Linked DNA regions of Mus musculus: region 1 is linked to region 2. A link is a contact called in public Hi-C data. All regions are on one chromosome and are shown on one strand. Each heading gives the region's core, a stretch centred on a gene start, on an enhancer-like site or on the middle of the called end of the contact. The rest is flanking DNA. Distances are from core to core; before and after follow the strand shown. Region 1 overlaps Enkur (enkurin, TRPC channel interacting protein). Region 2 overlaps Arhgap21 (Rho GTPase activating protein 21).

Region 1 (4,902 bases), core at 64-2,563, 240 kb before region 2:
CGCCTGCATGTATGTGTGTATACCACATACATGCCTGGTGCCTGTGGAGGTCAGAGAGGTGTTGGATCTCCTACAACTGAGTTATAGATAGTTATGAGCCGCTGTGTGAGAACTGGGAAACACACCGTGGCCTTTTAGAAGAGCAGCCAGTCCTCTTAACTTCTGAGCCCTCTCTGCAGACCCTGAGAAAAGCTTTGCTTTCATGTATCCTGACTCTCAATCATTGGGCTCATTTACAGTGCTGTTGCAGTCCTGTTGCCTCTGCTGATGTCCTCAAGTATTTCCCACACATCTTCCCCAGTCACTGCGAAGCTTCGGGTCTTACCTTAAGATCCCTTCTATGCATTTTGAACTGATCTGAGTAGTTTCATTGCACACTCAGAAATTCCATTTTTTTCAGCCCCGTGTTTTGAAAATACTCTCTCTTTCTCAATGTGTCTTTTTTTTTCTTTTTTGACACCTTTGTCAAGAATTCAGTGGTTATATCTCTGTGGGTTTATTTCTGGGTCCTCTCTTTTATTCCATCAGTTTGCATATCTGCATTTAAGCCAGTACCAAGCTGTTTTTGTTACTGTAGCTCTCTAATATAGTCTGAAATCAGGCATTGAGAGTCCTCCAGCATCACTCTTTTGATAAGAATTGCTTTGGCTATTGAAGGCCCTTGAAGATTAGAAACTGACACTTACATATGTTCTGGGGTGGAGGCAGGGTCAGTTGAACTAGTGGACTCCCTTCCTTTCCCAGCTTTACACTGCTGCTGAGTCAATACTGAGAAACCAGATGTTCACCAGGTCTGTCTTTACTTTGGTGGCTTTACTCTTCTTCTCAGGAATCTTTGCTGGCCACATGTAACTTTTCAGCCTGTGGGCCAGGCAATTGTCTCATCCTTTACATACATGCTGTACTGCATCCCTGTGATAGCTAGTGTTCTAGCTGGAGATGTCTCCCAAACGTGAAGATCTCTCCCAAATGTCTTGGGAGTGTGAGAAGCAATCACAGCACTGCGATCTGCTCAAGCAGAAACTGTCTTTATACTTGCAAGAACTCTTGAGTACTAACTGCCATGTTGGAGGGAAGCAGCTCTTAGGTATACAGACCATGCCTGAAACATCAGGTTTCTGGGGCTGTACGGCAGTGCAAGTCAGTAATCATGGTCCAGAGGTTGATCAGACTGCAGAGCGATTCTTTGTTGATTTGTGTCTGTTTCTGGCCTCCAGGGTTAGATTATCCTTCCCCATGCACTTCCCTGCCCAGCTTCCTGTTGTCTACAGCCTGGATTTGTCAGCCTCCAGCCTGCTGGTCTCTACTTCTGCCTCCAGAGACTTCCCACACCCTGACCCTGTGGCAGGCCAAACCAAAGCTGCTAGGCCTGTTCTCACACTTCAAGGAAGCTTGGTTTTTAATAGGATCTTGCTCAAGATGCTGCCTGTTAGTTGCCCTGAGTCACCCAGAATGACACTGTGGGATTTCTCACCATCTCACCAAAATGGAATGACAGCTTGTGAATGCTGCTTTGGACTTGTCCTAATGGTGGGACTGCCTGTTGCCTATGTGGCTCAACTTTTAGAAATGGCATCTGTTTCTTCTTAGCCTACATGACCCAGGTTGGCTTTCTCTTTATTCACATGGCATCTGCTCTTTTGTGGCATCCTTTTGCTTCCTTTGTGGACTTCCAAAGCTTGCTCTTTCTCTCTTGACATGCAATTTACTTTTTCTTTGTGTCTGCACGTATACACACATGTGTACCTGTGTACATACATGCCCAGGCACACTCAGAAATATACATGAGTGTGCATATATGTGCTTTAGAAAGACAAAACTTTTCTAATGTATAAAAAATATTTCCAAACCAACTTATATGTATTCATATGTGGAGGTTAGGGGTCAATGTGGGGGTGACTTCTGTCACTGTCTACCATATTTTTTGAGAAAGGGTCTCCAACTGAACCTGGAGTTTACCAATTCAGACAGGCTGGCTTCTCTGAAAGCTCCTGCTATATCTTCTTATCTCCACCATTACGCCCAGGAGTAGAGTTTGTTACAGACAAGTGTGTAAATAAAATGATCTATGATGAATGAAAAGTGCTGCTTTGTAAAACTTCACTGAATGAATTGAATTTGTAGTTTAAGACCTGTCAGTGGTGCCCCTGGTGTAGTGGAGCGAGAAATGTAGCCAGGCAAAGATGGAAATGGCGTTTATAGCTCCTAAGAGATCCTTAATTTTAAATTTGTTGGTTTTAGAGATCATAAAACATTAACTATGTTATTAAATTAGCATGTGTTCTACATCTAATGACATTCCAACAATGTCTAGAATACATTAACAGGAAGTATGGAGCCCTTGACTATATGGAAGATGATTTAGTCTTTGTAATATATTGAAAAGATATACAAAAAGGTCATTGTAAAATTGAATTTTGGTATTTTTCTTACAATAACATTTTACTAAATAAAATATGAGACCTCCATGTTGAAGAATAAGGATAAAATAGAAACTTCTGAGCAGAGAGGAGGTGAAGGTGGGGGTGGGGTGGTTTGTTGTATGAAGTGTCTACCTTGTGAGCATGGGGAGCTGAGCTTGATCCCCAGCACCCATGTAAGAGTGACAGGCATGGCGACATGTGCTGTGATCTTAGCAGGAATGTGGAAGAAACAGGTAGATCCTGGCAGTGGGGGAGGGGGCAGCAGTGGGAGGGACCACTGGACAGCTAACCTAAGTTCCTGAGTTCCAGGGCTGCAAAGGATGTGGTGGTGGTCCTGAACATGATATATGTGAGATTGTATTCTAGCTTTCACTGACTTGGGCACATACATGCCCAGGCACACTCGCAAATATACATGAGTGTGCATATATGTGCTTTAGAAAGACAAAACTTTCCTAATAAATGTGTAAAAAATATTTCCAAAACCAACTTTTACTTGGGACTATCAATTTTCAGATCATTGATTTTTACCAAGGCATTTGCTATAAGCTTGGCTCCACAATGCTCATAACTCTGCACTTACATATAAGACACTGAAAATAGAGCTACAGCCATATTGCCGGTGAAGCAAGTAAATGCTCCCAGCGGGGATGGAGCAGATGACAGAGGGCAGGGCTCTGCTTTCTGTATGTGTTTTCTGTTATTGTGGCCAAGTCCAGAATGGACACGTTATTATTCCCAAAGTTCCTTCAACAGCCATCTGTACCCTCCCAGTCTTCATTACGGGCAATTTTTTTATTGGTTTTCCAGTCTACCTGTTATGTCAAGGTCTCTTTTCCCTTTGCAGGGACTGAAGAAGAACTGGGAAGAGGTGCACAAAGAGTTCCAATCCCTCTCGGTCTTCATTGATTCTGTACCAAAGAAGATTCGCAAGCAGAAGCTGGAAAAAGAGATGAAGCAGCTGGAACACGACATCAGTGTCATTGAGAAGCACAAGATCATCTACATCGCTAACAAGTGAGCCAACTGTTGCAGGACAGAAAAAAGCCACATGGCCATCACACTAAACCCACTCTTCTCAAAGAGGACTATGAAGAGAATAAAGTTTTCACCGAAAATGTAGGGGCAGTGTTGAAAGAATAGTTGAATTATTTGCTTGCTCTAGAGAAAATTTTCTCCTCCACTGTCAGAGTTCTACTTATAAACAAACCATTAAAGTCAGAAGCTGCACCTTGGGTCTGTCTTCCGTAATGTCAATCATCCTATCACTGTGGACGTGTTTCACATGAACATTAATTTTGGACTTTGAAAAGCAAAAACATTCACCATTTCATGGTTTGGGAGGCTTTGCTTTGTTTTGTTGTTTGTTTTCTGTTTTGTTTTTTTCTTCCCTGAGTGACGATAAGAATACAGTGCAGAAAACCATGCCTGTCAAAGACTGGGGCACCTGACTCCCAGACACTCCAAAGCATTTCCTTTATGTTGCTTCCAAACTCCAGAGATTTGAAGCCTGTGTTCTCAGGGGTTCAGGGCTATTTGTAATTATTTATAACTCAAGATCTTTTCAGTATCCACAAAACTATGCATGATAAAAGATTGATTTAAAGGGAGAAAATTTAAGATGATTCATGAAAGGCTCCAGGGAGAATTCGAGAAAGACTCCTCTGAAGGCCTGGATGTAGCTCAGTAGCAGGACCTGAAAGATCACTGGGGATAGGGGTGAGGGAGGCAGAAACAAAGTGAGTTTTCCAGCACACCATTCAAAAGGAGCAGAGTCACCCAAGGACAGGACAAAATGCACAAGCCCAGTATCCTGACTGTGATGCTGTGATCTGTTCCATGATTTACTGTGAATCTTTCACTAAGCTCTCGGGTCTGTTTCCATCTGGGTACAGTGTAAATATGGAGTTTATGAATCCCAAAGTAACCTTTTATAAGATTACTCAGCTTATTAATCAATAGATTTATGTGCCTAGAAGTACCTTCAACTCAAAATAAGAAACAAATCTACACATATCTAAGAAATAAATTACTTTTTTCATGAAATTTTAAGTTAGGAAAGCTTGGTTAGGTACTGCAAACTACCAGAGAAATATAGCTTATGTTATTTCCACTGGATTTTTACACCAGTCATTTTGAAAAATTCCACATATGCAAAATTTGAAACATCATTAAAAAGCTTGGATACTTAGAGGAGAATGTTTTTAATGCCACTATTTTTGAAAATTCATCTTAAGGTTTTCTTATGAATTCTTTATTAATTAGGAACAAATGTAGACTAAGGGCAGTGCATGACAAATACAAAAGATGTTACATGGTAAAATGCCACTTGTCCAGGTAAAAAGCTGCAACAATAGACCACAAAGTAAGTAACTAACCACAATAGAAACCCAGTCCAGGTCGTACAGCTCTTGTGTGATGTAAGGAGGTCACATCCAGAGCCGCAGACTCAGAGTGGGCAGGCTATATCCTATCCAGA
Region 2 (4,906 bases), core at 1,568-4,067:
GCTGAGTTTAAAGGCATGCAGCAGCTCACCTGGCAGAGTTAGTTTTTGTTTAATGACTTTGGTATTGCATTCTGTTTCTCTTGATTCCCCAGGGATTTAATTTTATCCCAAACAGCATACACAATAATCTAGAAAAAAATTAGTCTTTCCTAATGAATGTAATTACCGAGAAGGTGCAAAGTTCTCACTCTTTCTCTACCACCCCTCCTGTTTTCTTAGTTGTACTGAATCTGCTCTGTCAAACTGTCAGGAACCGCACAGAGCTCCACTTTCTTCCCTTAGCATTCTTTTAGTGGTGGTTCTAAAATACCTAAGTATCTTGCCTTTGTCTGCTTCCCACGCCCTCGCTGCTGTAGTGTTTTGTTTTGACACAGGGTCCTTCTTTTTAGCCAACACTGGCCTGTGGTTTACTCTGTAGCCCAGGCTGGCCTGGGAGTCATGCTCCCCCTAGGATGTGAGTCAGCACACCTGCTTGCTTTCGTCATTTTGATGGTCTAGAGTTTGTTTTCTGATAGTTCCTGTCTTAGAATACAAAATTCCTGTAGTCTGTGGATATTACAGTGAAACCCTGAGCTGCTCAGCTGTCCAGGGCTCCTTTTCATCCTGAAAAGACCTTAAAGCTGATGCTGCAGGTTGGGTTTTTGGCGTAAAGGTTTGTCGTGGAAAAGTCAGATGGCCATGTAATGGTGCTTTGCTCTTTGTGCCTCAGTTCCTAAAGGTGGAGTACTTTTCGGTGCTGTGGTAAAACACCATGACCAGAGTTGACTTATGGGCTGCTGCAGTGGGACTGGGGAGGCAGAGGCAGGAAGATCTCTGTGATTTCAAGGCCAGCCTGTTCGACAAAGTGAGTCACTTTGTACACTGTACTGGACAGCCAGGACTATACAGAGAAACTCTGTCTGTCTGTGTGAAAGAAAACAAAAAAAGAAAACAAAGTTGACATAGGGAAGGAAGAGTTTATTTCTGTTTATGTGTTTACAGCCCATGCAGGGAGTCCATGATGGTGGCAGACATGTGGAGCAGACAGCCAGAGCAGAAGCTGAGAGGCTCTGTCTCTCACTTAAGCCACCAAGCAGCAAGCAGACTAGAAGAGGGGCAGGGGCACAGACTCTCACAACGTGTATTCTTCCAGCCAGAGTCCACCTCACAGCCTGCCTTCACAGCCTTCACAGCCTTCACAGCCTCCCCAAATGGCACCACCCAGAGTGGACCAAGGCTCACACACAAGAGCCATGGCGACATTGCTCATTCCAGTCACCACAGAGGCTGCAGGGTCACCATTGTAGTGATGGCTGTGCTGAGGCTTTCTCTTTCTATCTCAGATGTTTGTATTTCAGGAAAGCACAATGAACTAACTCCTGTACATACTCTCTGGGTCTTTAAGGGGCTGTATTGTGTGCCCATTGAAACTTCTGAATTTTCAGGATCATCACATTCTCTTGTACCTCCCCTAGCTCACTGATTACCTTTGGTTTTGTTTCTTTTCTTTTCTTTCTTTTGAGTTTTTTACTTCTGAGTTGGTGTAGTTTGGGAGCAAACTTATTTGACCAAATGATTGTTTTAACCCATCTAGCTCATATCCCTTGTCTTATAGAGCTAATGGGAACATACTTTGAGGACCATATCCTGACAGAAAGCAGCGAAGGAAGTGATGTAGCCTGTATAGCCCTATGAGTAACTGGTTTAAAATACTCTTTTGTTAATCCTGTGGAGCAAGACTGCAGAGGAGTGGCAGAATGGAGGAGAGACCAACCTGGAGAAGCCAATGGGAGTCTCATTTAGGAGGAGGCCACGGAGGGAGAAAAGGACTGTGTTTTAGAGATGTCAGACTTGGTAGCTGGGTAGAGAAGGGGCTCAGGAGCTGTTTGTGTTTTGGTAACCCAGGGCTTGAATTGTGCTGTCGTTATGTAGATGAGGAGATTATTGGGGCTGGGAGAGGGAAGATAATGAGCCCTGTTTGGAGCAAGTAGTGCTAGGCATCTAGGTACCCATGCTTAGCAAGGGTTCAGTCATGCAGATTGAAGCTTGGGAGAAAGGGTTGGAGAGGGTTGGAGTCATTCATAGTCATGAGCCTGGACGATGACATCATCTAGGGAGAGCGCAAGAAAGGAGAAAGTGGGTCAAGGAGAGAATTCTAACTTAGATAAGAAGGGAAGCCAGTCTTGGGAATATTAATAAGAACGATTAGGTGTTCTGTTTTAGTCTTGTTAAACTTTTTCATGCTAAAAAGCCCATGCAGGTGTTACCTATTTTACAGATGAGTGAGTTGGAGTTCAAAGGTTAAACTGTCGGCTCCTTGTTGCACTTCTAGCAACAGCCATTGAGGAAGCTGAGCCACTCTTTTCTCACCTCCTTCCTGGCCTCTTGCTAGGCAAGGAGTTACAGACATATTATACAAAATGGAGATGTGCTACACCTAGGGTGAGAGAGATGGGAGGCTTGGAAGGCTGTTAGCCATGCGAGGGGCTGCAGAGAGATTAAGAAGGATGGGGATTCTAACCCCCTTTACACTGAGTAAAGACCAATTCCTGTGTGGGAATTGGTTTGCTGTAGGATGTTGATAGTATGGTTATTTTATTGTACCACTTTCCTAAGCTGTGCTTTTATTGACTAAGTAAATGACAGCTTATAATTCCCCCAAAGAAGAAGATAACAATTGTTAAACAACCAAAGTGATGCTAAATACAGACAAAGGCAGGCTCTGCTGCGTGATGTAACAATATCCTAGTGTTTGGGAGGGTGATGCAGCCTGGCCTCTCCTGACGATGCTCAGACAGGAAAGGGAGGGGAAGAGCCTCTGCGAGCACTTGAGCACTTGACTGCAGAGGGAGCGCTGCTTGCTGAGTCAGAGGATGAAGGCTGCGCTCTAGGCAGACATGGCCCAGTTCAGGCTGCTGGACTGCATGATAAACCACAATTGGAGTTTACTCTGCAATCTCTACTGTGCATGGAATGGCCAGGTTTGTCTGATGGATACATAGTTTTGCTTTTTAATTTAAGACTGCTGTAACTGTAGGGGAAAGAAAATGCTTGATATGAGAACATTGCCTTTTGTTACAATCATCTTTTGTTTCTTTTGAGTTAATTAGTTTTTTTAACATAGCATAGGGTAAATCTGATGATCTGAGTTACTTACTCTGCAAGACTGCAGTTAGCTGAAGTAACACAGTCATTGCTGTTTGTGGAGCATTAGGCTGTCGGGGAGGGGAAGTGGGACTGACTGACTTAATTTAAAACTAATAAATGAGAAGACGGTACAGTTGTAGAAGAAGGCCAGTTCACAGCTTTCCCAAGGAGCTTAAGATTGTGTTAATAAGATAGCACAAAGAGTTTGGAACAAACCGCCTTTGAGCAAGTTTTTTTTTTTTTAAATTTTCAATAAAATATGGTTCTGGATTTCTTCTGTGGCGGAACTGAATGAGGTTCCTTTCTGAGCGTTTCATGTTATGAGCTGGGCTTTTATGAAAACATAGTTTTGTAGTACAGAAAACTTGCTGGGCATATTTTTAAGAATAGCTGTCTGTTCTTAAGTGCTCTCTAAGAAGCGAGCCTTTCTCTGCACAACCCCAGCAGCACTGTTATCAGGCAGAGACCTCTTCAGTAAGTCGTAAATCATGCTGTACAGGCTCAGCCTAATGGCTTGGCTTTTCTAACACAGAAAGTCCAGCCACACCCCAGCCGTGTCTCAGTTCTTGCACAGGCCAGACACAAACTTCCTAGACGGAAAGACTTGATATTAGTTGCAAGCAGGATCTTAGCATCTCAGTTCTTCAGTATGCCCGATTTTTTTTTTTTTTTTTTTTGTCTAGAAAATAGTTTCATAGTTTAGCATGGACCAGAGAAATTGGAGATAGGGAAGGTCATTTAGTGTCTGTTTTTTTCCAGGTTAAGATTGATTCCTCATTGCACTTCCTATTACTCCCCCTAATGGATTTACATTACCATAAAAATATGGGTTTTACATGGCTACTCAAAGACTAAAAGAAGATAGATATTGCAATTATCTTAACATTTAAAATTCATGCTATGAGGAGCCTAGCAAAGCTGAAACCTGAGCTCTGTGTTATGTACACATGCTTTGTAACCACCACTCAGCCTATATATAGTCTTACCGGGGAACTTTCTTGTTTGAGGTCTGAACCCCAGAGGAGTGTTACCTGTGCCATAGATGCTTTGGGATGGGTTGGTGCAGCTGCGGATACTGAGTGCTTTGTGTGTGCCTTGGCCTGAGTGTTGCCAGTGTTGCCTTCCCTGTGGTTTTGATCTGACAGTAAGCCATTAGCTAGTAGCATCTCTTGTAGAGCATAGCCTAAGTAAAAATGGCATAGAACACCATCTACGGTGATATTGATGCCACTACTTAAATATATTTAATGGAAGTCACAGATGTAGTACCTCTGAGGCCAGGTAATGGAAGTATGAAAGGAGACTGGTTGGTTGTGATGGCACACATTTGTAATCCAGCACTTGGATGCAGAGGCCTGAGATGAAAAAGTTAAGGGACATGCACAGAGGCAGGGACTAGAGACTGTCTTCAGACAGGAGAGCAAGCTCTAGGAAACAGCTCCTGGGCTGGATCTGGTGTTGACAGATACTGCTTGTGTGTGTTTATGTATGTAATATGCAGAGCTGGTGCTGGCCCAGATCAGAAGGGGGGTTGGGTCTCCTGGAACTGGAGTCATTGATGGTTGTGAGCCACTGTGTGTGGGTGCTGGGAACTGAACCCAGCAATGAGTGTTCTTAATTTCTGAGCCCTCTCTGTAGCCCCTCAAGATACTTTATTTTTAAAAAAACTAAATTTTTAGATTTGCATGTGAACTTGTCTTATATTTTAAACATTGATGACTTATTAAAGAATACCAAAACAGTAGGATCTGAAGCAAACACATCTGGTGGGCAGATGTGG

The links. A called contact is a pair of places that touch in the nucleus more often than the background predicts.
Region 1: a contact with region 2 is called in a Hi-C map of bone marrow-derived macrophages, with 26 read pairs. The contact joins two enhancer-like sites. A contact is called at or near these places in 3 of 39 promoter capture datasets (frontonasal cranial neural crest, second pharyngeal arch cranial neural crest and stem cell-derived epiblast-like cells), 1 of 15 datasets of contacts at CTCF or cohesin (large pre-B cells), 5 of 484 Hi-C or Micro-C datasets (DN2 thymocytes, the N1E-115 cell line, bone marrow-derived macrophages and 2 more), 10 of 115 datasets of contacts at active chromatin or transcription factors (acute myeloid leukemia, bone marrow-derived dendritic cells, embryonic basal ganglia and 6 more) and 3 of 9 other capture datasets (adipose tissue, embryonic stem cells and liver).

The regions. Positions count from the first base shown.
Region 1 is chr2:21,179,487-21,184,388 of GRCm38.p6, reverse strand. Enkur (enkurin, TRPC channel interacting protein) reads left to right here. Exons shown (of 5, transcript NM_027728.2): 5 at 3,271-3,658. The coding sequence ends at 3,444. Among named protein-coding and RNA genes, the nearest start is that of Enkur, 23 kb to the left of the region's middle. Within about 2 kb of position 1,313, at least 43 of the 459 cell types and tissues checked have an H3K27ac peak or open chromatin away from gene starts, as enhancers often do. A contact at or near this core is called in bone marrow-derived macrophages, where this site is marked.
Region 2 is chr2:20,941,337-20,946,242 of GRCm38.p6, reverse strand. All of the region lies in intron 1 of Arhgap21 (Rho GTPase activating protein 21), which reads left to right. Among named protein-coding and RNA genes, the nearest start is that of Arhgap21, 24 kb to the left of the region's middle. Within about 2 kb of position 2,817, at least 128 of the 459 cell types and tissues checked have an H3K27ac peak or open chromatin away from gene starts, as enhancers often do. A contact at or near this core is called in bone marrow-derived macrophages, where this site is marked.